Linked DNA regions of Mus musculus: regions 2, 3 and 4 are each linked to region 1. A link is a contact called in public Hi-C, HiChIP or PLAC-seq and promoter capture Hi-C data. All regions are on one chromosome and are shown on one strand. Each heading gives the region's core, a stretch centred on a gene start, on an enhancer-like site or on the middle of the called end of the contact. The rest is flanking DNA. Distances are from core to core; before and after follow the strand shown. Region 1 holds the start of Kcng3 (potassium voltage-gated channel, subfamily G, member 3). Region 2 overlaps Gm34801 (a long non-coding RNA gene). Region 3 overlaps Gm41635 (a long non-coding RNA gene). Region 4 overlaps Mta3 (metastasis associated 3).

Region 1 (6,343 bases), core at 3,736-6,235:
CATTCAAGGGCACTACCCCAGTGGAAGGAATCTGCCTTTGCTCATCTATCCACATGTTTACCCAAAGATTAATTAGTCAATACATTGGTTAGTCTAGGAGCCTGTGAATTCGTTCTCTACAGACCCTTACCAGCCTGACATCACAGTCCTCTTGACAAGATGGCTTCAGTCATACAGCATGAGAAATGTTCTCTGATCCCTCTCTCGTCAACCCTGTGGGGTCCTCCTCACAGTATCATTGAACAGGATGCAGACCCCATAGAAGAGAGTTCTATTCAGTACTCAAAAGTGGGCTAAAGTAGTCAAGCTAGAGGCACCCCAGTGCCTCAAGACCCCAGGACATCACCTTCCTAGCTCAGTGTACCCTACATAATATACGGAAGGTTCCCAAAGCCAGGTACTATAGGACTGGCTCCACAGCCTAGGATACTCATAGAAGCTGCTGGAGAAAAGAGCCTATGAAAAAGGAATTAGGACACTAGGGTAGTGGCCTACACAAAGAAATCTGTCTTGAGAAAGGAAAAAAAGCAAAAAAACAAAGACTCAAAAACAAGATGGTGGTGTCGGGAGTTCACCTGTCTTCAAGGGCTTTTCCTCCATGTCACAGTGTTTTGAGAAAATGCCCTCGAGGACATGAAATGACATATAAATAGTACAAAGCAGCAATCCCTCAAGTTCGGGAGGAAACATCTCATTTACTAGGGCAGCCCACAAAGACTGAGGACAGGACCTGAGCTGTGCGTGAATGATCCATTTCATTAGGTTAGGGACGCACAGTGAGGGGCACAGAGGTGACAAAGGAACAAGAGAGCAGGGCGTGGAGAGCCCGCAAGTGGTTCTGAGTGCTCCCAGCTCCTCCAAGTCCACCGGGCTAGTCACGAGGGGGAGGGGGGGTATCTTTAAGATGCTCTGGAGGAATTTCAATTCTCCCTAGTATAGACCACAGTTGTTACTTAGTATCTATTTTCACAAGCACGGAGCAAGACAACTCAGATCCTGCCCAAAGCCTTTCAGCTCTTGCTTTTGCAAGGCTGGGGAATCCAACCTAAGGGCTTTTGCCCGAGTGCTTTTATTACTGAGCTAACATTCCCAGCCCGATTTTTTTTCTTTGTGGGGGGGGTTACAGGGTCTCACTATGACATAGCTTGGGACTCACTATGTAACAGGCTCCATCTTTTGACCCTCGGGCATTGAGCCTGAGTTAGCAGAATGACAGGTGTGAGCCTCCATGCCCATTCATCTTTCCTGTGCCCCATCTCCTCCCTCTGCCATCTCGGGACACACACTTAACACACTCGACTTCCTATAGCTAAGCTTCTCAGTACAAATGATACAAAGCGGCCAGTAGGTAGCCTCGGCTGCAAAACAGAGTATTCACATCCTTAGACTATGCTTTCCAGCTCACGCTACCACCGTTCTCACTCCCTAAACACAACATACAAGTTTCATGCCTGTGCCCACGCTGTTCCTTTTAGTGGAAGACTCTCCTATTTTGCTCTTCAGCAAGACACAGGATTGTGCAGGTTGCATAAACCCGTTTATGTAAGTGACACCCCCTGCCAGTGTTTGGACAGTGCACAGACTTCTAAGGATGCCGGCTTCCATCCTCCATGACCCTTGAAGGCTTTCTTGGAATAATTCAACTCCTGAAGACCAACTGTGCCTCTGAGTCCTACATCAACTTTTCTTTTCTTTCTTTCTTTCTTTTTTTTTTTTTGGTTTTAGAGCTTTATTGTAGAAAGGCAGAGAACAAGAGGGAAGGTAGAAAGAGAGAGGCCATGGTCACGTAGAGAGATGGGGGGAAGGGAAAGAAAGAGGGCTAGAGAGTAAGAAAGCTGAGAGCTTATGAGCTTAACTTTTCTTTATGAGAAAAAGTTACAGTGTTTGGAACAATGGACGCTCAGGAAAGACACTTTAGAAACTGTGATGAGATGGATCAAGATTGTGAGCTGAGGCTGGGAAGTAAATAGCAAGTCACTTACTTGCCTGGCGGGCTAGGGTTCCCATCAACCTCAGGTCTACAAGGGGGTGGAGGGAATTCTTACTCAAATCTCAAAAGGATGTAGACTCGTGTCAGTGGCCACAGGCTGGCAGGAACTGAGCGACTATGAAACGCCAGCTGCCATGTCTCTGTTACAGGAGGCCAGCGAGGGGCTTCTTGTGCAACGTGTGACATCCTTAATATTCCGCCATGCCATGGTTTATCTGGGATTACAGATACGGGCTTTCTTATACCTACTCATAGAAAGAAGCTTAAAACCGGGCCATTAAGCCAAGAAAAACATGCATATGCCTGAAATATCCGGGTATCTAGGAAACAGGTTGACTTGAATAATTATATACATACTTAGGATACATATACACAAACGGAGCCTTACTCTATCTTCTTCACTTCCTCTGCAGCCTCTGTTTTATCTGTCTCCTCCCTTCTGGGCTTCTTCAGTTTCTCTTTCTATCTAAATTAGCGTTCACCCTAATGCTCTACTCTAACCCTCTTTCTCCCCAATCCCCCTCCCTCCTTCAGAAAGGCTGTCACTCTCTTGGCTCCCCTTAATCAACTCCCTCACAGTCTAAACCTATCAGTCAGGGCTGCTGTAGCCTTGGCTAATGAGCTCCGTCCATCACTAACCTTCAAAGTCTACAGTTACTGACGAGTCCTTTCAAAGCCGGTCACTCGAGGCTCATTTTTCTATGATGCTTTCAAAAAAAAAATATTATCAAGGCCACTTTATTTATAAAGGAAAGTTAATTCATCGTATCAAGGAAGTACCAAGGAATCGATCCCTCTCTGTGAAGTGGAGACCCGACCCAACACACAAAACAGGACGTTCCTAAGTTTCTTCTTTTCAAAGCACAGGTCTTGGATTTCATGCCAAGATGGGATGCTGGCAATGGGCTCTGTGCTTCCAGTCCACGGTAGTTACTGTTAGGATTCATACAGAGAGGAAGGGATGCACTGCTGCTGGGTCTGCACTTACCACAGTCCCTAGCACACACAGGCCCATCGGGAAAGGATTACAGGACACGGTCTTGACTTGAAAGTGAAGGGGGAAAAAAATTAGGGCAGAAAATGAATGGGTGAAGGCTCCTAGAAGAGTTATCAAACAAAGGGTGAAAGAGAATATACAGTTTGGGTTTTATGCCCAAAATGGCTGTCTGCTCGGAAAGTCCAACTTTAGTCTGCTTATTCCTCCCACCAAATATGCAAAATAAACTCACTTGTTCTAAAAACAGGAGAGTGCTATCACCATTAAGAGATAAGCATGAGCTCAGGAAAGATTAAAGTGTTTTCTTTTCATCCTAGTAAAGTGGGGGGAGGCGGGAAGACACTTCAATGACCGAATCCTGTTTCTGGGTTTGGGGAAGTTTCGCTTTTTCTTCTCTCCCAAGGTAATAGCTGTTTTTGTTTTCTTCTCCACACTGAAGACCCTCTGAATGAAACTCCAAATCCTTAATGCCACACAGAGGAGAGGAATTTGCTAGGTCCACACTTGCTCGGAAAGGAGAGAGGAAAAAGGGCACAGGCACCCATTATTCAGAGTCTATCACTAAATTAGCCTCCTTTATAATACGGATTCCATCCCAGCACACATTACGCCGGGAGCAGGGTGTGCAGAATGTGTGGGCACTGAAGCAGACCACATTTCACCGAAATGAGACTTCATCTTTTCAAACACCACCAGTACTGGCACATATTTCAAAGAGCTCTTAGCTCAAACTGAATCATCGTGCAAATTATTGCGTGTTAGCAATAAAAGTTTGGAAAATCTAATTAGCAGGTTGCTATTTGGTCAGAACTAAAACACAAAGCCTGGAGGTTTTACTCTAAAAGGTGAGACCCAAGCACAACCACAGGCTGCGCCTGTGAAAAGGGGGCGGGGTTGGGGACCCATAGATTCCTCACACCCCTCGGCTGGAGCGCCAGGGACCTCCTGGGGCAGGAAAAAAGCCTAGCTGAGCTGCCAGGCAGACAGGACGGAGACCGGACGGACGGACGGCACGGATAGACGGGACTGGACGGACTGGACGGGCAAAAAAAGCAGTGCGTCCTACCCGGAGGGTTCCCTCCCAGGGCTGGCGGAGTACCTGCTCCGGTCATCCAGACTGCGGTTGTCAGCAACCGCCGCACGCCAGTCGGGCAGCGTGCTGGCGCACAGCACCACCATGGACACGATCACGAACACCACGGACACGCTGGCCAGGATCTGCGCGGCCAGCGACGACGTGGGCTCCTCGAAGGTCCGCCGCATGCGCTCCAGCCAGCGCCGGGAGGGGGCCGCCTCGGGTCCGGCGGGACGAGGCTGCTCGCGGCCCAGCTCGTCTGCCGCGTGAAAGGTGTGGGTGTCGGACATGCGGTCGTCTAGGCGGCGCTGGCAGCAGTACTCCAGGTGCGCACCCTCCAGGCCCCAGTAGATCATCTCGTTGTAGAAGGAGAGCTCGCACATCCGCGGCGCGAAGCGCAGCTTCCCGTGGCCGCGCACGTACAGCAGGATGAAGCCGAAGGCCTCCGAGTGTCGGTCGAAGAAGTACTCGTTGCGCTCCCGGTCGTAGTCGTCGCACACTTCGAGCACGTCGCGCTCCGAGCGGCAGCCGTGCAGCCGGCTCACGCGGCGCAGCGGGAAGTCCTTGAGCAGCTCCCGGGACAGCGAGTACCGGGCGCCGCCCACGTTCAGCACCACCGAGGCCGCCCCGCCGCGCCCGAAGGTCATGGCTGGCCGCCCCGGGGGCCTGCCCGCCGCGCGCACGGGGAGGCCGCGCCGTCGGGGCCCGAGCTCCCCCGGGGCTCGCGCCCCGCACCGCCCGCGTCCCCCGCGGTGTCAGTGCCGCCGCCCCTCGCTCCCGGGTTCGCCCTCCCGAATCCGGGTGGCTGGCCGCAGCTCCAGGTGGCGCCGGTCTCCCAGAGGGCGAACGTTAGCCGAGGCACCGTGGGCAGGTCTGCCCGGTCCCCGGCGCACGCAGCCCCGCCGCCGTCCAGAGGCGAAAGGCAAAGTGAGCCGGCTCCGGCGGCGAGGAGCGGGCTCCGGGAGGCGGGGGCGGGGCCTCCCTCGCCGTCCTCCTCCTCGCCCGCCGGCTCCGCGCGCTCCGCTCCCTCCGCGCGCACCTCCTTGCCCGCCCGCGCCCGCACCTCCCGGCTCGCTCCGGCTGGGATTCCCCGGCGCCCCGCCCCGGACCTCGGGCTCCCCGCCTCGTGACGCCGTGCGCCCCCGCCCGCAGTGGCCGGGAGGGGTGCGCAGGGCGTGATGCGAGCTGCGGGGAGCCCCGGGGCCATCCGGATGATGGACACACCTCCCCCAGGCTCCTTTAAAGAGTCCCCCGAAGGGAGGAGACAGGAGGGAAGGAGGGGTGCTGAGGTGAGGACCAAGGTGCGAGGTTTGAAGTAGGGAGCAGACGGCGTCTGGATGAGCCTTTGCCAGAGACTGTTGGAAACCCTGGTCGGCTTCTAAGGCCGCCCCAAAGGATTTCTCAAAGCAGGCAACCCAGTCGCGGCTTTGCCTGCAGACTTTGCGCTTCCTCTCCGCGCGTGGGGCACCCCACGTGCCGTGCGCTCCGAAGGCGGCCGCGCACCAAGCTCTCCCCACCCCCTGCTCCCTGAGGGATGCCATGGGCCAACGGACTCGCCCTAGTCCCCCATCTTTCCCAGCCTTGGGGTCCTAAGAAGGCGCCTACACCGCTCTCACGATGCCTCCGGTGGAGTCGGGTAGCAGTCTGGAGAGAATTTTCTTTCACTGGCAAGACCAGAATGTCTTATTGCCTCGATCTTGCATTCTCCTTTTCATGCTATCTCGATGTCCACTCCTTCCCTCCCCGTAGCACCCCCGTGCGACTGCGGCACCGGCCTTCAAATGCAGAGGCAGGGTTAAGGCTTGGTGGAGTGGGGTTCGACTTGGCAGGCATTATTTTAAACAGCAGTTTACACATCCGACACCGGCAACCCAGCCCGTCAAAGGCAAGAAACAGGTGAGTTATATATAAGGGAGACGGCGTTAGATGCAAAACAAACCCTGGAAATAAAAATGAATAGGGAGGGTGGAGGGGTGAGATGGGCTCCTGTGACCATGGAGTACCTGGGGAAGGGTTTTGCTTTCCCCCTCCACTTTCCTAATTTTGTAGGACTGCCCCGTGCCCGCTAGAGGTCACCATAAGGAGTCATTTGCTCTGCTTCTCGGATAGATGTTAGTGAAAACAGCCGCCTGCAAATTTGAGTTCTCTTTCTGACAAAGTCACCCTGGGTGGTTCTTAGAGAATGAAAATCTCCATAAGCTGTTTATCCCTAGACTTGGATCATTTTTTTTTAAGCACTTAATGTGATTAAAAGCTCAAAAACAAGAGTTATTTATCTGCT
Region 2 (6,481 bases), core at 3,654-6,153, 68 kb before region 1:
GTGTGCTGGGATTGAAGGCGTGCATCACCGCACCCGGACATACTTCGAGTCTTATTTATGCTGACAAGCTCTCTCTACACCTGAGCTCCACCCTCAGCCCAGAGATGCTTTTCCTTCTTGTCTTTGCCCAAGCACTGTGGTGGCCTGCTTGTTTTCTGTTGAGCTGAACTTTGTAGTATAACTACAAAGGCCTCTTTATTCCAGCTGTGAAGAAATTCTCCTGCGTTTCCTTCAGTACTTTCAAGGTCTTGCCTTACATTTACCCACATCCTTTAACCGTCTGGAGTTTTTCTGGTATAGGCTTTGTGGCTGAGCCACTTTGTTCCCTCCGACAGAGTTCTGATTGTCTCAGCACAACTCACTGAATAGTCCTTTCCCCACATATTTTAATCCTTTTAGCACTGTGTGTTGGTGAGCTCACGCGTGTGTGCATTTGTAAAAAAGATGGTGTAGCTCACTAGTAGAGGGCACACATGAGCGCCAGGATTTGACTCCCACACTCACCAGTTTAAAAATAAAGAAGTGAGCCTCTGCATTCCCCACGGAGTTAATCGTCATCAGTGTGTGTCTCTATAGTCTCTGCCAGGGTCCAGCCTCGACACAGGATTGGCGTTCTCAACCGGAAGCAGGGATATCTGGAAGGCGAATAATAGACACAGACTACGTTTTGGATACAAACTGACAAGCAATTTTTCAAGGCCTAAAGTTTCTCTCTCTTTTCTCTCACTCTCTGTTCTTTCTCTCTCAATCATCCGCTTGCAGCTTCAGGCTGCACAGTGCAGTCTCCTATGTGGTTTTCTTTTCTTGACCTCCCATACTCATACACACCTCTGTGCATTCCCCTTTCACTCTCACACACTCTTCACACACATCTCACACACACACCACATGGACTTTCCCTTCACTCACACACACACTCTCCATACACACCTCACATTCTCTCCTCACTCACTCTTCACAAGCTCTTCTCATGCTCTCTCGCCTTTCTCTTGCCCCAGTCTTTTTTTTTTCTTTTTTTTGCCCCAGTCTTTTATTGATACTCCAAAAGCTGATAGAAAAGAAGACATTGTATAATCATTGTCAAATCAAGTTCAAAAAAATAACCATATCCCACAAAGAATCAAGAATTATAGGCTGATGAGATGGCTCAGCGGGTTAGAACACTGTCTGCTCTTTTGAAGGTCCTGAGTTCAAATCCTAGCAACCACATGGTGGCTCACAGCCACCTGTAATGAGATCTGACATCCTCTTCTGGTGTGTCTGAACACAGCTACAGTGTACTTAATTCTAATAATAAATAAATCTTTAAAAAAAAAAAAGAATCAAGAATTACAATTGGCCGGGCGGTGGTGGCGCACGCCTTTAATCCCAGCACTCGGGAGGCAGAGGCAGGCGGATTTCTGAGTTCGAGGCCAGCCTGGTCTACAGAGTGAGTTCCAGGATAGCCAGGGCTATACAGAGAAACCTTGTCTCGGAAAAAAAAAAAAAAAAAGAATTACAATTGTTCCCCAAAGTTTCAAGCTTCCCCTATTCCCAGGCCTGTAGTCAAAATAATAATTGCAAACTTATCATTATCTAAACTTTAACTTTTGACTTATTATACTTCAGAGCTCAGAGCTCCGAGGTCAGCCACTTCATTTTCTTGTGAAGCTCTAATGATAAATGACATGGGCAAAGCTGCCAGGCAGTGGCCAGAAAGAATCAAGTCAACCCTTAACTCAGCAGTTCTACTAGCTTTCTGCTTCTGTGCATTGCACACAATGACTCTCCTAAGAGTCCCAGTGTTTTGACTTAGTTTTACTAATAGAAGACTTTATGTATTCTATACTTTCTTATCCAGGAAACATTCTTAAATGTTGTGCAAGACTTCTCATAACTTCAATAGTTTTTTTCCTTTTTGGGGGGTTCCAATGTTGGCTCTAAGTCATTTTCTAATTATTTCTTCAAACTTCCTCTGCAGGTCAAACATTAATCTGGAACTACCATTGTGTAGGTATTACATTGTCTCCAAGATGAGAACCCACAGCATGCACCTGGGCCATCAGGACTGTGCTGTGCTGTGCCCCAGTGCCTCAATTTTTAACTGTTTAAGAATCGTTACATCAAGAAGCATCTAGTTTCACAGAATTCACCAGAGCAGAAGGAGAAAGAAGTTAGAAAGTCAGAAAGAATAGAATAATTACGCACACCAAGGCCAACTGAAAAGCAGTCATGTACAAATGAAATCTATACAGCTGTTGTCCAGGGCTAAGGTTAGGAAAAATGGGAACAACTGTTTTTTACAAAGAGCTTCTGAGATGTCTCCATCTCGGCCTACTGTAGGCAGTCCCTGTCAGTGTAAGCTGTCCCCAGCATTTCTCCATGTTCGCTGTCTTCATTGCTGAGAGTTTTTGTGTTTAAGGGTCGGTAAGCCTGGTTTCCCTTCATTGAGCTATTATGTTTTTGTTGTTGTTGTTGTTTGCTAACCAATCTTCTTTGTTTTCCCATACACACATACTAGAATCAGTAGCTCTTGTTCTAACCAAGAACTGATCTTTAAAAGCTTTGTGTGTGTGTGTGTGTGTGTGTGTGTGTGTGTGTGTTGTATTCGTGAGAGTAGAGGCATGCATATGCCATGGTGCACCTGTGAGGGTCAGAGAACATGTTTTAGGAATGAGTTCTCTCCTTCACTGTGGGTTTCAGGGACTGAATTCAGGTCTTCAGGCTTTCATGGGGACTATATTACATATTGAGCCATCTTGCTAGTCCATGAGCTGACATTTTTATTGATTATGCATTCTATTAATAAATTAACTTAGGAGCCCAGCAAGGTAGTTCGTGCCTGTAATTTCAGGATTAGAATAGTGAGGCAGGAAGATTTGGGTTACATGAGTTCAAGGCCAGCCTGGCTTCAGATGTCACACTACAGGAAAAAGAATTAATTTAGAAATTAATTCTTTTAATTAAATCTTCCCAAGAGGCTGATTCCTTTAATCCAAGAATATGGAATCTTTTCCCATATAGGTCTGGGTCCCCTGTCATGTTCTTTGATAGTATTTTAAAGTTCTTTTCATAAGACTCACACATTTCACTTTAGGCTATGTCTTAGTCACTGTTTTATCACTGTGAAGAGACACCAGGACCATGGCAGTTCTAATAAAAGAGCATATTTAACTGGGGGCTTACTTAGAGTTTCAGAGGTTTAGTCCATTATCATCATGGTGGCAGGCAGGCAGATGTGGTGCTGGAAGAGTAGATAAGAGCTAGGTCCTTGTCTGAAGGCAGAGAGAGGGAAAGCCTAGGACCGGCACAGGCTTTTAAACTCCAAAGTCCACTGTGAGTGACACACTTCCTCCAACAAGGAAGGCCATACCCACTCCGGAAAGACCACTTTTCATAATCCTTCTAATCCTTTCAAATTGGGCCACTCCCTGGTGTCTAAGCATTCAAACATAGGAGCCTACGGGGGTTGTTCTTATTCACTCTACCACAGGCTGGTTCTCAGCCATTTGTACCCAAACTCACTCACTGGTGCTCGGCCTTCATCTCCCCCTGCTACACTGGTCTCCTTTGAATCACAAGGGCTGAAAAGCCAACTCTAAATTTCCAAGAGTATATGACAACTTGTGTTCTATGTATGACTTATCTGGGACTAAGAAGTCTTATACAGTAGTATACAGGAGTGGGAAGGTGGCCAGAGACCATCATCCTCCTGGGTGGTACCCAGGAGGCAGGGCTGGGCTGACATCAAATTGTTTCAGCCTCAGCAGCAACAGCTTTCTGGCACCTGAATTATAGCAGTGACGATCTGAACTGAAGCACTCAATCTCACAATGCTTGCAGCTTAGAGCTTTCAGTTTTTATCTAATAAAGGTTCATACAATATATATTATCTGCCAGAAACTGTTAGATGCAATTTTTTTTTTTTAAAAATTATGTTTAGGAACCCTCAGTGTTTCTTGACTTGGCAATAATTTTGAAAGCAGCCCCTGTATTCCTTTGTGATGTAAGCACTTGGTTGGAGTGGCTTTGGTTCTCTACGAGGAACCCTGTCTGGTTCAAGTTGTTTTGTCTTGAGTGTTGTACTTCTGCCATATCTTCTGTCTGTGAAAACAAAGATATACTAGTTCTCCAGAGGATGTTAAAATCTCCCATGATAATATTTTTGTCAGATTCTAATAGGCTTGCTTTATATATCAGAACGGTTTCTTATTGAATGTAAAAACAACAACAACAAAAAACCAAAACAACAACAACAACAAAAGCCCCCACTATTCTTCCTCATTTCACCCCTATTCCTAATACTGCATTGCCAGAGGACAGATTTGTCCTCGAGAGTTTAGTTTATTGTGGTTAATGAGGTGTCTTATTCTCGGCACAGGACATAATTTCACTCTTATTTTTCTTTCCTTTTTGGTATTTTCAAGACAGGGTCTTACTACGTGGCCCTGGCTGTCCTGGAACTCGCTCTGTAGACCAGGTTGGCCTTGAACTCAAAGATCTGCCTGCCTCTGCCTCCCAAGTGCTGGGATTGAATGCACGTGCCACCACTGCCCAACCCATAATTCCATTATTTACAGCTAAATAAAACTCTGCTGTGTATACACATATGGTCTCTTCTGGTCTGTTGATGAGCATCTACACTGGTTCCGTACCTTGGCTGTTGACCAGTGCTGATCCTACGGATGCTGCGTTTCCGTGGGTGCCCACTAGGGGTCTGGGTTTCTGTATCTGCAACAGGGAATTGGACAGAGACACGTGAACAGAAGAAAATAAGGTTGAAGAATATATTAAGAAAGAAGATAGCTCCCAGGGAGGAAGCACCCCAAACAGAGAAATGTTCGGAAGCTTGGCACTAGCACTCGGCAAAGGACAGGGTTACTTATGTCCCATACGGAAGCCTCTGAGGTCACGTGCCTAGCACTGCCTTTCTCCTGCAGGCCATGTGGCAGGTCACCCGCAGACACTCTGGAGTGCCTCTGCAGCTGTGCCAGTGGCTCCAGCCAGATGCAAGAGAAGGCAGTTCCAGCTTCCCTCTTTACTAGGTTTTTCTCATATGCTAATTTTGTAGCCCTTGGGTCTCATTTTAGGTCTCATTTTCCACCATGTTCCGATCTCTGAGCCTGACACTGGTCCCTGGAACCGTTTTGGAGAGCTGGGGGATGCTGCTCCATTATCCTATAACTGTTTCCTGTAATCAGGGAGCATGGATCTTTCCATGAAGAGTCTACCGACCGCCTGGGAAGGGGAGGAGGGGCTGGATTCCCTGGATAGGAAGTGGCTGCAATCTCTCAACTCGAAGGAGTCGGTCTGACCTGCTGCCATTCTGGAAAGCACAGGAAAGCATCTCTCTGACCATCAGGCAGGCTCCCCCTGGGGCCGTCAGTCCTACAGTACACAGCCAACCTCACTATTTTATCTGTTGAGCTCAGACGTGAGACTCTTCAGGCTGCAAGACAAGCAAACACTCTAATTGTTGTATATTAAGAATGTGCCAAACCGATCCCCAGGATTCTGAGGGCGGGACAGATTAAAAGGAAAAACTGTGTGGCTGTGATTGCCGAGCACTTGTGAAGCCATCTGTGCCAAAGGGAAAGCCATGCAGCAGGTTACAGCAACCCCACGGGCTTAGAGATAGAGAGGACTTACTTCTGCATCTAAGAAGTTCTGGCATCCTTTTGATTGTCTGAAGAGAATTTTGAAGGTGCAGGTGGAATGACCTTGTCTTCCAGATGCTCTTGAGGCTGAGGAAACTCAAAAGGGACAGGTTTTTTTAGAGTATGGCTTCTTGTGTGTGGTGCCTCTGGTGTCAGGCAGCATCAGACCTGGTTCCTTCCGGTATATGTAGCTTTTTTTTTTTTTTTAAACAAAACAAAACAAAACAAAAAAAAAAAAACAATGGGTCTACAGGGTTCAGATTCTAATAGAGTTTCACCATACCTGGCGCCAGGCACACAATTCTCATTCATGGTATGACCTGGAGTTTCTTTCTTTCTTTCTTTCTTTCTTTCTTTCTTTCTTTCTTTCTTTCTTTCTTTCTTTCTTTCTAATCTTACATTTAAACATTCCTGCCCTGGGATGTTTCTTTTTTTTTTTTTTTTAAGATTTATTTATTTATTATATGTAAGTACACTGTAGCTGTCTTCAGACACACCAGAAGAGGGCGTCAGATCTCATTACGGATGGTTGTGAGCCACCATGTGGTTGCTGGGATTTGAACTCAGGACCTTTGGAAGAGCAGTCAGTGCTCTTACCCACTGAGCCATCTCGCCAGCCCTGGGATGTTTCTTATAAACAGTAACTAGCCAGATTTTTAACAACAACAACAACAAGTCCAGTAGGTGTCTCTACTATTTCTTAGTGCTGTGGACCAAGCCCAGGCCCTCCTCATATGCTGGGGAAGCAGTTTGCTATAACCATGAACCTCTGCTTAGGTCCTGATGAGCTATTCTAATGGGGAATACTATGTCCCTCCCCCTTGCTACCAGAATATTCAAGGGGG
Region 3 (5,795 bases), core at 1,112-3,611, 86 kb before region 1:
CACTGGGAATTCAACATGAAAAACTTATTTTTTATTAATTAGTTGTTTGTTTACTTATTTATTGTTTGGTTGATTTTTTGAGGCAGGGTTTCTCTGTGTAGCCCTGGCTGTCCTGGAACTCACTCTCGAGACCAGGCTGGCCTCAAACTCAGAGAGATCCTCCTGCCTCTGCCTCCTGAATGTTGGGATCACAGGTATGTGCGGCCACTCCCAGCTGAAAAAAAAATTTTTTTTAAAGATTTATTTATTTATTATATGTAAGTACACTGTAGCTGTCTTCAGACACACCAGAAGAGGGCATCAGATCTTGTTACGGATGGTTGTGAGCCACCATGTGGTTGCTGAGATCTGAACTCCGGACCTTTGGAAGAGCAGTCGGGTGCTCTTACCCACTGAGCCATCTCACCAGCCCAAAATTTTTTTTTTTTAAAGATAGGGTTTTATGTGGCTCAAGCTGGCTTTTACATTCACTATGAGGGGACATAATCGAATCCACACATCCCAACAGTCTCACATCTGGAGAAGTCCACTCTTTATACCTTTGAACATCTTTATCTCTGTCCTAAGCACATTTGTTTAAAACAGGGCTGTACTGTTTACGCTGTAACCTGCCCTTTCTATTCATTTATACTTGAGGACAGCATTCTCAGTTATTAGATATCTTCCTAGTCTTGGTAAGTTCTCAGAGTCCTTGCTGTGGCAACACCAACTCTCCTGTGGCGTGTGATTCTGGCTGCACATCATTTCTCCCCATTGCTGAGGGAGCTATGATCAACCCCCTGCACTCTGCATAAGACAGATTCTTCCAAACAAACTTAGAGCTGGAGGGACACTTCTAGCGTTCCTGGTGTGTACACCGGGTCTTTTATTCCTATTCCCTCCTCGATAGCAACATCTGAAGCAGCACTGTTTTCTTTCTCCAAATGTTTATTTGGGGACAAACAGAAAGTTATAGCGATAAGTAAGAGATTCCACATGCCGTTCACCTGATGTCTTAGCACCGACCAGAGACCCAACATGCCTGGTCAAAGTCTAACACCCGTACACTGAATTGTATTTGGTTTTTTTAAAATTAGATATTTTCTTTATTTACATTTAAAATATTATCCCCTTTCCTAGTTTCCCCTCTGAAAATCCCCTATCCCCTCCCCCATCCCCCTGCTCCCCAACCCACCTACTCTTGCTTCCTGGCCCTGGCATTCCCCTATAATGGGGCATAAAACCTTCACAGGACCAAGGGCCTCTCTTCCCACTGATGACCGACGAGACCATCTCAGCTACGTATGCAGCTAGAGCCATGCTCTTCCTTTCTTTCTTTCTCTCTTTCTTTCTTTCGTTTTTTGTTTTTTTTCAAGACAAGGGTTTCTCTGTGTAGCCCTGGCTGTCCTGGAACTCACACTGTAGACCAGGCTGGCCTCAAACTCAGAAATCCGCCTGCCTCTGCCTCCCAAGTGCTGGGATTAAAGGCGTGTGCCACTACCACACGGCTGAACTGTATTTCTTACTATTGCTTTTTGAATCTTATTTGTTATCCACTATTGAAAAGCTCGTGATGTTTCAGGGGTGTCTGCTGCCTCTCATGGTAACCATTGACATTGCTCACTGTGTAGATGTCTAACTCCAGCCTATATTTCTTTCAGCAGCACAACACACTAGTCTATACGGCCAACAGGGTGATCTACAGAAATCAGCTTGCATTCTCCTCCCTTAATTCTGTAGAAAGCCAAGGAGAAGGCTCGAGATATGAAAAAGGACACTGTGGGTCCCAACAGAGGCTCTCATGTAAATGTCATGCAGGAAACATTTATAAACAACAGGGCCACAATTGGATTTTGCTCTATATTTGGAAAATTCGGCCCCCTCATTACAAAGCGAGCCGATGTTATCTTATTTAGCTCATTCTTCGGCTCATCTCCTGTAATCATTAAATTACACAGCCATATTTCCAAAGCTCTAAGGAGGAAAAAGTAGATTAGGAATAAAATCTCTTAAGCGCCTTTCGCAGAGCTCCGGATTCAGCCGCGAACGCGGCCGCGGAGCCCCGGGAATGATCTATTCTGAGCCGTCGTCGGGGTGAGTGATTTGTTTCATTTTCCCCGGCTCCCCAATGTTCTTTCTCAGATGTGGAACAAGGATGGAGCCTTTAATATTCTGTTCCTGGATGTGTCCCTGATCGCTCTGTGACCCTGTCCCTCGGGGTGGAAGTGAACGAAGGAATGAGAAATCGTGAAATACACGGATGATCAGAGAGAAGAAATAAAAGTCAGGGGAAAAGGACTGTGGGCTGTTTATCACGCGCCTCTGCAGAGGCTGTTTTGATGTGCTCCGGCCTTGCTCGAAGCTGTCAGGTCGGAAGTCTTTGTTCTTTCCCCAGGAAGGCTCATTTCTCTTAGGTGACTCAAAAACTTAACAAATACTTGGAGAGTTCTCTCAGCATTCCTCAGCCCTGCATTTGGAGGCTGGGTTGTCCTCCCCACTCAAAGCTGTCTCCAGTCTTCACTGTTCCCTTGCATCTCATTAACTCTCATTTTCTATGAGTCCAACTTGGACTCTTCATCAGGGTTTCCCCGGGGTGTCCCTCGGGCAATCTAGTTTTGGTTGAGAACTCCCCAGGGCTGTCTCAGCCTCAAGCTGTTTCCTTCGTTCTGGGTGCAAATACAGGTTCTCCATGGAGATGTTTGAAAAGGACGCTTCCGTTGAGCTCGGCTGGGCCCGGTCCTCCTCCGGCTGCTCTGCCAGGATGTGAATTTGCATTCCAAATGCAGGGCCCATCTGCCTCATTACTACTGTGACTTTATTAAGAGCATCCTTAGAGATCGGCGGCTTTTTCCAGGCAAGCCATGCCCTCTCCTACAAACCCCACAGACCAGCCAGCACTTTAGAACCAAGAGACAAGCCCAAGAGAGCTGCCTTCGCATTCAGGGCAAAACTGAATCACCTGAGAGCACCCATAACTCACAGCTCATTAGTGTGACCTCAAACTCTCGACTCCAGCGAGTCTAGCTTGCAACAGTACCCTTAAAATTGGCTTATTTACAGTCAGCTAGGGGACCAAGGAATGAAACTTACGTGATAAGGTAGCAATTGGTACAGGATCGCTCCCTATGCGCCCCCCTGAGAAAGCTGTTCTTCCGGGCCTCCTCATTAATCAAGAGCCCTATGCCTAGCACACACACTCTCTCTTTTTTCAATATTTCTTATCTCTTTGATTAATTCAATGAGCAAAGATGAGTTTATGGTACGAAAGTGCTCTTATTTGTATCTTAAAAATTTGGTCCCAACTCTCCCTACCACGCCCGAAGTAGAATTTACAGGGCTCTCTATTCCTAACAAGTACAGCCGCCTCAAATTTCCTAATGAGTCTTTCTATCCGCTCGGCTCAAAGGAAGCCAGGATGTACAGAGGACCACACCTAAGGGGGCGATGCTGAACACTGGGGATGCTTGACAGATGCAAACCAGAGGCTCTGTATACCATGCCTCTACAGTATGGTGCAGGGAGGGAACCTCGTCTCCAGACAGGCAGCTGGCACAGCCCAACTGAGCTCAACGTTGCTATGTTGGAGATGACCCTGAACTTTTGCTCCTCCTGTACTCTGTGGGTTGCTGGGGACTGAACCCAGGGCTTCATGCATCCTAAGCAACCGAGCTACACAACCGCAGCCCCTCTTACCTGCTCTTAATCTACACTTCAGCCCTCAGGCCCCACCCCTCCAGGTCACCTGGCCTTTTCTAATCTTTCGCCTCTCCCCGAGCCTTTATTGATGTCTGTGCTGGCGACACCCAGAACTCCAGAGTCTTCCTCCTTCATTCCTTGGGCATGCTTGCTGGGCTGGCACTCTGATTCTATAATCCAAGATGTGGAGGTGGCAGGCAGGGAAGGTGTCAGTCGGAATGGGCTTGGCTGGTGACTTTTCTGTGACTTGAGCTCCAAAGGCTGGGTGTGTTTCAAGGCCAGATGATGACTGCTACGGACAGGTCACCACTAGACAAGCTAGTTAACCTCTCTAAGCCTCCTCCCTCGTTCCTCATCTGCAAAACAGAGGTAAGAAACAGTGCTTACCTCTCACGGCTGGTGGTGGGAGGATTAGACGAGTTAATACACAAGCTGAGAGCTTCCGAGGCACTTGCCAAATAAGTGATTACTATTTTAAAAAACCAGAAAGCAAAGCGAATTTCCTGTATCTGTTCCATTAAAGAAAAATGCCAGTACAAGCAGACTGGACCTGTGGTATTGGTAGCTGCATAATATTATTAAGCCTGGATGTCATTTTTTTTTCTTCAAGAACACCTCAAAATGACACTGACCCAGCGATGGAGCAGTGAGTAAAGGTGCTGCCACCAAGCCTGACAACCTGGGGACCCCACGGTGAAAGAAGTCTTTTATCTCCACAGGTGTGTCATGGCACAAGTCCCCCACCCCCAACAAACAAACAAACAAACAAATAAATAAATAAATAAGAAGAAGAATACTTCCCAAGGCATAATACCTCCTACAACTCCAGCCATTTCATCCAAATTTCGGTCTTAACAGCAGATGGGCTTTAAAGAGGTATGGCAACCGAGGAAATCCCTTTAATTGGCCTTCCTGGAACTCTGACATGACATTCATGCTCACATTTATCGCGCAGGACTCGGTCACACCGATGCTAAAATCCTATCGGCAAGAACAGAGTTGTGTGGCCACAATTTCCTGCAGAGGAAATGGATTTTTCTCCCCAAAACACTTATGTTCAACTCAAAGAGGAAGGAAACACAGAGGCGGGAAGGCAGCAGCCCCTGTTCTAATGCCAGGCCAACAGCCAGCCTAAGACAGATGGAGGACAGAGCTGTTCTCCCAAGCGCTTCAACCAGCGCCCCCAGCAGGAAGTTCCTACAGCACTAAGCTCTGCGTCTGCCCTTGGTTACAGCACGGAGTGTGCCTCCCACTGTCCCTGGGTTCTTATCACATCTATCTTTACATCTTCCCTTCCTCTCTGGTCTCAGACTACTTGCTTTCTCTATAATTCTAAATTCTCCCAGCATCCTGCTGAGCAACCGAACTTCAGGGTTAATCCAAAGGGCCCGGGGGTATTGTTGCCTCTGAAGCAAACCTTTCTCACTGAAACACTCTCCTGGCCATTCAAAGCATTTTTCTAAATCCACTAGTGGATAGAGCTGGTGGATTAGCCGCCACGAATTTAGTCTCTCCCTCTACACTTGGCTAAGCACCAGGAAAGAGATTTGCAGAGAAAACTAGCCCACCAGGACCAAGAACACAGAGACAACAAGCAGCAACAGCCAGAAGGTGGAAAACAGATGGTAAAGAGACAGCCATCCAGGCAGTTCTGAGAACACGCTGGGAGAACGCAAACAGCTCTGTTCCCAGGCATCAAAGGCCCAGAACCCACAACGGCAGGTACAACCTTATGAGCAGTGGAGGTAATAATCAAGAAGCTACTTGAACATTTAATCCCAGCTCTCAGGAGGCAGAGGCAGACAGATCTATGAGTTCAAGGCCAGCCTGGTCTACAGAATGAGTTACAGGTCAGCCAGGACTACACAGAGAAACCCTGTCTTGAAAAACAAAACAAAACAGAAAGCTGCCTGACCTCCAGGACCCTGCCCCTCTCTTGTCCTAGCCAAAGATCAGAGGCTTGTTCACCTGCAGAGAACAGGGGACTTCTGGTCCAAAAGCCAGAAGGCACTGAGGGATGCTCAGGTATTGGAAGTGGAAACCCCAAGCCTTCCCCCGCTCTGATCTCTAGATGGGCAGGAAGCAGGAGGCATCTTCTTGGGAAAAATGACCTACTGACA
Region 4 (6,204 bases), core at 1,679-4,178, 120 kb after region 1:
AGACACTAAGAACAACACAACTCTTATAAAGAAAACCATTTAATTGGGGCTGGGTTACAGGTTCAGAGGTTCAGTCCATTATGATGGGAACATGGCAGCGTGCAGGCCGACTTGATGCTGGAGGAGCTGAGAGTTCTACATCTTGATCCAAAGGCAAGGACATCCTCTAGCAAGGCCACACCTCCTAACAGTGCCACTCCCCAGGGCCAAGCATTCAGACACATGAATCTATGGAGACCAAACCTACTCAAACCACCATAGATACTGTTTTTCTTCTTCAGTGCTGGGATCTGTCTGGTTTGCAGCTGTGCAGGCCCTGTGCATGCTATCACGGTCTCTGACAGCCCCGCCGTGTCTGGAAGATGCAGTGTCCTGGCTGAGGAGCACTCCCTGCCTTAAGTGCTGATGTACTTTAGTCTGCATCTTGGTGCGGAGTTCTCTGTCCTCACACAGTCTTCATGCCGTGAGGCTGTCTAGGCTGTCCTGATGATAACACGATGTCTCTGTCATCCGACCTGGAGAGGACAGTCTTCCTTTACACTGTTTGGAACTCCCTGTTCCTCTAATGAAAGGGGACAGGGGTCTGGCAGAGGGTTTTCCTTCTCTGAGTCCTCTTTGTTTCTTTTCCTCTTTGTTACCAAGTCTGTGTTCTTCACAGGCCACGGACACACTGGATTTCCCCTAACACTACTTGATGTTGTCTCTTATTTACAGAACCCACTGACACTGAATTTAAACTTCAACCTTCTTTTCTTGGCTTTTTAATTCCTCTTAACACTTAGAGGAGAGTGATGGAGTGTCTTCCTGGCGCTGCTGTTTGGTTTTGCTTTTGTTGATACTGGGCTCACATCACCCAGGCTAGCCTTGAACGCCCTAGGTAACCAAGGATGACTTTGAATTTGCAGTGCTCCTGCTTCTACTGCCCAAGTGATGGGTCTAGGCAGGCGCTACCCCTCTCCCATTTACCAAGCGCTAGAGATCAGACCCAGGGCTTCACGCCTAGAAGGCTCTTTTTCACCTTGGCTGTACCCTCTGCTTCCCAAATTGCCTTCTCTTAATTTTTATTAGTTAAAATTATCCTGTTTAAGTATTACAATAGAAAATAAGTATTTGAATAGAAATGTATAGAAGTATCTAAACTGTCTCTCTTCTTTGTCCCGTTCTACTTATAATCTAAAAACCTACAAAGTCACACTCTTGAATAAGCACTCTGAAATGTTAGGGATTATTAGCCTGCAACTTGTAGCTCTTAACAGTGGCTCTCAGTGAAGGATGGCCTCCCATAGAACATTAAATGGGCCCGGGAAGCTTTGCTTGTCACAATTGGATACTGATGTTATCTATGTTGCAGTTGCTGCTACCCATAATTCAGGCCCTGCAACAAAGACACGCCTATTCCCATGGCAGCCAGTGGTGCCAAGCCCAAGACACCTGATGGAGAATTAGCAGCTTTGTGTGTGTGTGTGTGTATATGTGTGTGTGTGAGTGTGTGATGTATAATATCTACATGTACTAGTGCAGTTTACCTGCTTAAGATCCTTCCTTTAGCTTTTTGTTTTTAAAAGAAATCACACACACACACAGTGAGCCTGGAACTCACTCGGGTGACTTTAAGCTTGTGATCCACTCTTAAGAGTCGCAAATGCTAGGATTACAAGTGTGGGCCATTATTCCTGCTACAAACAAATTTTAGGAAACTTAAAAAAAAAAAAAAGAAAAAGAAAAAGAAAAGAAACAGAACAAAACAAAACAGAAGGAAAAAAGGGGTCCTTCTCAACCCAGATCTTAGAAAACTTTCATTTAAAAATTTTAAATTGATTTATTATTGTTTTTTGTTTGTTTTGTTTTTGAGACAGATGTCACTCCAGGGAGCAAGCAGCTTCCTTTGCCTTCCTGAGTGCTGGGAACGAAGGTGTGCGGGGCCACGCCTGTTTTCGTGAATCTCCACACCTAAATTGGGCAGATCTACCGCTACACTCCCATCTTCCACATCTATGAGACCCCTTTGAACTTGCTGTTTCTCCAGACCATGTGCTTCTGCTCCTCTTTTCTTCTTCCTCCTCCTCCTCTGCGTCCTCTCCCTCTTCCATTTTCTCCTTCTCTCTCTCCACCTTCTGCTCCACCTTCCCTTTTATCTGCCCAACCATCAGCTCTCCTTTATTTTATAAATTTAGGTGGGAAGCAGGTTTACAGGAAAACACCTGAGTGCTGACTCAGTTCCCATTCACAACCACTCTCGGGAGAACGGAATTAACATCAAATTTAACTAGTCCCAGGGCTATCCACAGCACTCGGCCACCTAGAAAATTTGCTTTTGATCAGTGCTTTAGCATTTTAGTTGTGGTGTTGTATTTTGTTTTGTTTTGTTTGCTTTTAATTGGTGTTTTTCTTTGACTAGTACTTCACCCTAGCGATCTGAGAGAGAGGCCTTGTCTGGTGCGTGTTCTTGTAGTGTTTGGCTTTGCATGTTTGCATGGTTATTGTGGCTTAGAGTAAACTGTTCTTAAACCAATGGACAATAACTTTGAAAGTATTTGTCATCCGTCCTTCTACCTTTTATAATTGAAGTTTCTCAGCCTGACATGGTGGCACACACCTTTAATCTCAGCACTTGAGAAGCAGGTCTGCATCTGTGAATTCAAGGCAAGCCAGGGCTACATAGTACCTGCCTCTTACTTCTGAAGTCACCCTCAGGGCTCCACCCTAGGCCTCAATTCCAGGATGTGGGAACCTTACTTTGCCCCTTGCTCTGCAGGAGTCATTTAAAGCTGAATCAGCCTTTACAATAGTCCCAGGAGTGGTCAGTTGGTTACATCCTGAATGCACATTATTTCCAGGTTCCCATAAAGAGGTCTGACTGTTATTGTATGTGCTCTTTGTATAGGGATGACCGAAGACCCCTTTTGCGCGATTTCACCTCAATGCTTTTTTCATAGCCTGAGAGTCTCACTGTTAGCCTGAGGCTTTCACTGGGTTTCTTTCTTTTGTAGTGTATAATTAGGAAGCGCCTGTAAGGTGTCTTTTGTAATGATTTTCTGTCTAGTAACGTTGCCAGGACTGGCTGGCCTCTAAATGCCTGTCACCAGGCTTTATTGTACGGGTCACTGGAGACCAGGACTGTAAAGTTGATCTGAAGAGTCTCAGTATGTCCCTGGCTGTCATCGAGACTTTCATCTACACTCAGGATCTGAGTGTCCCTAGCTAGTATGTAACCACTGAGACTGTAACACCTGTCGTGTGTTCCTTTCTTTACCAGGGGGAAGTGCAGCGTGGCCCTGCTGAATGAGACAGAATCCGTGTTGTCATACCTTGACAAGGAGGTAATTTGCAGCCGTCTCCGCTTTTGTTTTCTCTCCGTTACTTCACACGAAGCCCACACTTTGGATGTCCTTTTGGGCCAGCGTGTTATTGTGCCTTCCTTGCAAGGCGACACCAACCAGAGTGCATTTCGGCAGTAGCATTGTCCAGGCTAAAGGCAGAGTCATCAAAAGCAGTGGCCTTTGCCACTTGCCAGTGAGAGGCTCAGGACAGAGATGTGGGTGTTTATCTCTGAGCCTCGTTCCTTCTCACTCTGGCCCTAGGTTTTGAGTAAATGGCTCACGCTCTAGGGGCTCTGCAGAATTCCTAAGAGTTTAGTGGCCTGGTCACTCTGCTTATTAACTCTTGGGCACTGGAGGCTTTTTTGGTTATGTTGTCTTTAAAAATTATTATTACTATATGTTTGTGTGTCTGCCCACATGCACATACATGGAATGGCTACAGGGCAGACATGGATGCTATTGTGTGCATAAGGAGGTCACAGGACACCTTGGTAGACTCACTTCTGTACAGCTACCTTTTTTTTTTATTTTAAGATTTATTTATTTATTTTATGTTTGAGTACACTGTAGCTGTGTTCAGACATACCAGGTCCCATTACAGATGGTTGTGAGTTACCATGTGGGTGCTAGGAATTGAACCCAAGACCCCTGGAAGAGCAGTCAGTGCTCTTAACTGCCGAGCCATCTCACCGGCCCCCATCTACCTTTTTATGTGGGTTGCGGGTCATTAGTCTTGGACTGCAAGCAACCTTTCCCCTCTGAGTAGTCTCACTGGCCTCACTGAGCGTTTACAGAACCAGTGGAGTCTTCAGTGTGAGGGCTGGTTGGTGGTAAACGCTGTAGTTAGTTGCAGCTGTGTCTATCCTTATAGTCACGCCTACACATTACAGCTGGGACGAGAATGACAGAATTATAATAACTTGTTGACGGAATTTGCATAGTGATATTAACAGACCTCATGGATGGGGCAGAGGGATGGCTCAGTGGTCATGAGCACTTGATCTTGTAAAGGACCTGGGCTCTGTTCTCAGCACCCACTTGGCAACTTACAGCCACCTGTAAGTCCAGTTCCAGAGGATCCCGTGCCTTTTCCTGTGGGTTCAGGATTGTGTGTAATACACAGACACACATGCAGGCAAAGACGGATACACATAAAGTAAAAATAAAAACCACACACATGTAAGCTTTACTCTTGTATATTTAGTCAATATATGTGGCTTTTGGTTTGCTCGCTTGCTTGCTTTTGAGACAGTCTCACTATGTATGTATGTTTGTATGAATGCATGCATGAGCTCACAGAGATCCTCCTGCCTCTGTCTTCTGAGTGCTGGGACTAAAGATGTAACCATCACACCCCAGCTTCATTTTGTTTTTGAAACAGAGTTTTGCTGTGTTGCTCAGACTGGCCTCAAAAGATCCTCCTGCCTCAGCCTTCCTTATAGCTTGGCAAAACTCTGTACTAGAGTAATTAATGGCTTTCTTTCATATTAAAACAAATTATAAAATTTTGTATTCTTCTTAAAGATTAACGTATTCACTAAAATGGACTCTTATATACTCAGAAGTTAAAGTTACATAATTCACTTTACAGAAGTAGACCGAGCTCATCTCACTTGGGTGGCTTTTGTCTTTGTTTTCCAGGATACCTTCTTCTACTCACTGGTATACGACCCTTCAGTGAAAACATTATTGGCTGACAAAGGTGAAATCAGAGTGGGCCCAAAGTACCAAGCTGACATTCCAGACATGCTACCAGAAGGTGAGTGTGCTCTGGGTTCAAGTCCTGGGAAACTGGTGTTCTACAACTGGAGGGTTTTTGGAACCTTCATGGAAGACAAACTATAAACGGACAGTTTAAAAGTCTGAGCCTTCCAATTTTAGAAGCATAGACAGCGTGAGAGAATAATCTACTCACCGTGACTCCTTCATGACTGCACGTTAGTCTGTGGGTTGTGTGTACACGCATATGTGTGTGAGTGGGTGTGTATATCTCTGTGTGTGGTGTGTTCATGTGTGTGTGTAGTGTGTGCATGCATGTGTGAGTGTGGGGGTGTGGTTCACACAGGTTTGTGTGTGAGTGTGGGGTGGGGTAGACCAGTGGTCAGCGTCCTGTAGGGTGTCTGTCACCTTGTGAGACAGGGTCTTCAGCTGGACTGGAGCTTGTTTCTTTTACTAGACTGTCTGGCCAGCGGGTGCCAGGGATCACCCCGTCCTCCTGCTCAGGGCTGCATTACAGTCATGCACTTCTGTGTCCAGCTTCTTCCTTCTGTGGGCATGAGAAGGAGACCCTTGTGTCTGGGCAGCAAGCTGTCACCCACTGTGGCAAGCTGTCACCACTGAGCATCTCGCAGGCTCTGCTGCTGCTTTTAAGTTTTAGATTGTTAGCACTGTGCCAGGCGTGACGGCACGGGCCTTTTTAGGTACCGAGGCAGGCAGATCTCTGTTAGCTTGAGGGTAGCTTGGTCTACCTAGTGAGTTCCAGGCCAGCCTAGCCAAGTCTACATAGACCCTGCCTCGAAAAACAACAGCCGCAATCACAACAAAATTTAAACTCCTTGTTAGCGTTGTTGCACTTTGAATTAATGTGTGATCCATATTCCTTCATATTCTCCCTCTCCTCCTCTGCATCCAATCCCCCCCCCCAGCTCCCCCCCCCCAGCTCCCCACCCCGAGGATCAGGGCCTGATGTAGACTTGGCAAGCACTCTGTCAGCTGAGCTATGTTCCCAGCCTTCTGTCTGGAGATCATAAGTACCTTCAGGCCACAAGCTCAGGGGCAATGGAGTCTAGTGAGCACAGGCCACAAGCTCAGGGGCAGTGGAGTCCAGTGAGCACAGGCCACAAGCTCAGGGGCAGTGGAGTCTAGTGAGCACAGGCCACAAGCT

What was found. Promoter capture Hi-C pulls out the DNA fragments that hold promoters and counts their contacts. Hi-C and Micro-C count contacts between places; a contact is called where the count stands out from the background. HiChIP or PLAC-seq counts read pairs in DNA pulled down with a chosen protein or histone mark.
Region 2: a promoter capture Hi-C map of embryonic stem cells shows a contact between it and region 1, with 6 times the contacts expected there. The contact joins the enhancer-like site here to the promoter of Kcng3 in region 1. A contact is called at or near these places in 8 of 39 promoter capture datasets (the C10 cell line, the HPC-7 cell line, embryonic stem cells and 3 more), 7 of 484 Hi-C or Micro-C datasets (CD4 T cells, the G1E-ER4 cell line, the HPC-7 cell line and 4 more), 3 of 115 datasets of contacts at active chromatin or transcription factors (T-cell acute lymphoblastic leukemia, embryonic fibroblasts and embryonic stem cells) and 2 of 9 other capture datasets (adipose tissue and liver).
Region 3: a Hi-C map of cerebral cortex shows a contact between it and region 1, with 2.2 times the contacts expected there. The contact joins the enhancer-like site here to the promoter of Kcng3 in region 1. A contact is called at or near these places in 3 of 39 promoter capture datasets (the C10 cell line, the HPC-7 cell line and trophoblast stem cells), 3 of 484 Hi-C or Micro-C datasets (cerebral cortex, nephron progenitors and uterus), 2 of 115 datasets of contacts at active chromatin or transcription factors (neural progenitor cells and stem cell-derived neural progenitor cells) and 2 of 9 other capture datasets (adipose tissue and pancreatic islet).
Region 4: an H3K27ac HiChIP or PLAC-seq map of embryonic stem cells shows a contact between it and region 1, with 2.8 times the contacts expected there. The contact joins the enhancer-like site here to the promoter of Kcng3 in region 1. A contact is called at or near these places in 10 of 39 promoter capture datasets (the 3T3-L1 cell line, 3T3-L1-derived adipocytes, the C10 cell line and 6 more), 2 of 15 datasets of contacts at CTCF or cohesin (both in the NIH/3T3 cell line), 15 of 484 Hi-C or Micro-C datasets (the F1.1 cell line, the G1E-ER4 cell line, Sertoli cells and 6 more), 15 of 115 datasets of contacts at active chromatin or transcription factors (the HPC-7 cell line, bone marrow-derived macrophages, embryonic forebrain and 5 more) and 3 of 9 other capture datasets (adipose tissue, liver and pancreatic islet).

What each region holds. Positions count from the first base shown.
Region 1 is chr17:83,626,910-83,633,252 of GRCm38.p6, forward strand. Kcng3 (potassium voltage-gated channel, subfamily G, member 3) reads right to left here and starts at 4,986. Exons shown (of 2, transcript NM_153512.1): 1 at 4,054-4,986. The coding sequence starts at 4,709.
Region 2 is chr17:83,559,123-83,565,603 of GRCm38.p6, forward strand. Gm34801 (a long non-coding RNA gene) reads right to left here. Exons shown (of 8, transcript XR_877032.2): 3 at 5,629-5,723; 4 at 4,635-5,428; 5 at 505-635. Among named protein-coding and RNA genes, the nearest start is that of Gm34801, 5.5 kb to the right of the region's middle. Within about 2 kb of position 4,904, at least 22 of the 459 cell types and tissues checked have an H3K27ac peak or open chromatin away from gene starts, as enhancers often do. A contact at or near this core is called in the N1E-115 cell line, embryonic stem cells and liver, where this site is marked.
Region 3 is chr17:83,543,855-83,549,649 of GRCm38.p6, forward strand. It overlaps Gm41635 (a long non-coding RNA gene), which reads right to left. Exons shown (of 2, transcript XR_877027.2): 1 at 4,490-5,795; 2 at 1,826-4,031. Among named protein-coding and RNA genes, the nearest start is that of Gm41635, 3.8 kb to the right of the region's middle. Within about 2 kb of position 2,362, at least 67 of the 459 cell types and tissues checked have an H3K27ac peak or open chromatin away from gene starts, as enhancers often do. A contact at or near this core is called in adipose tissue, cerebral cortex, neural progenitor cells and 3 more, where this site is marked.
Region 4 is chr17:83,750,598-83,756,801 of GRCm38.p6, forward strand. Mta3 (metastasis associated 3) reads left to right here. Exons shown (of 17, transcript NM_001379391.1): 5 at 3,257-3,320; 6 at 4,962-5,079. Among named protein-coding and RNA genes, the nearest start is that of Gm46597, 24 kb to the right of the region's middle. Within about 2 kb of position 2,929, at least 8 of the 459 cell types and tissues checked have an H3K27ac peak or open chromatin away from gene starts, as enhancers often do. A contact at or near this core is called in embryonic stem cells and induced pluripotent stem cells, where this site is marked.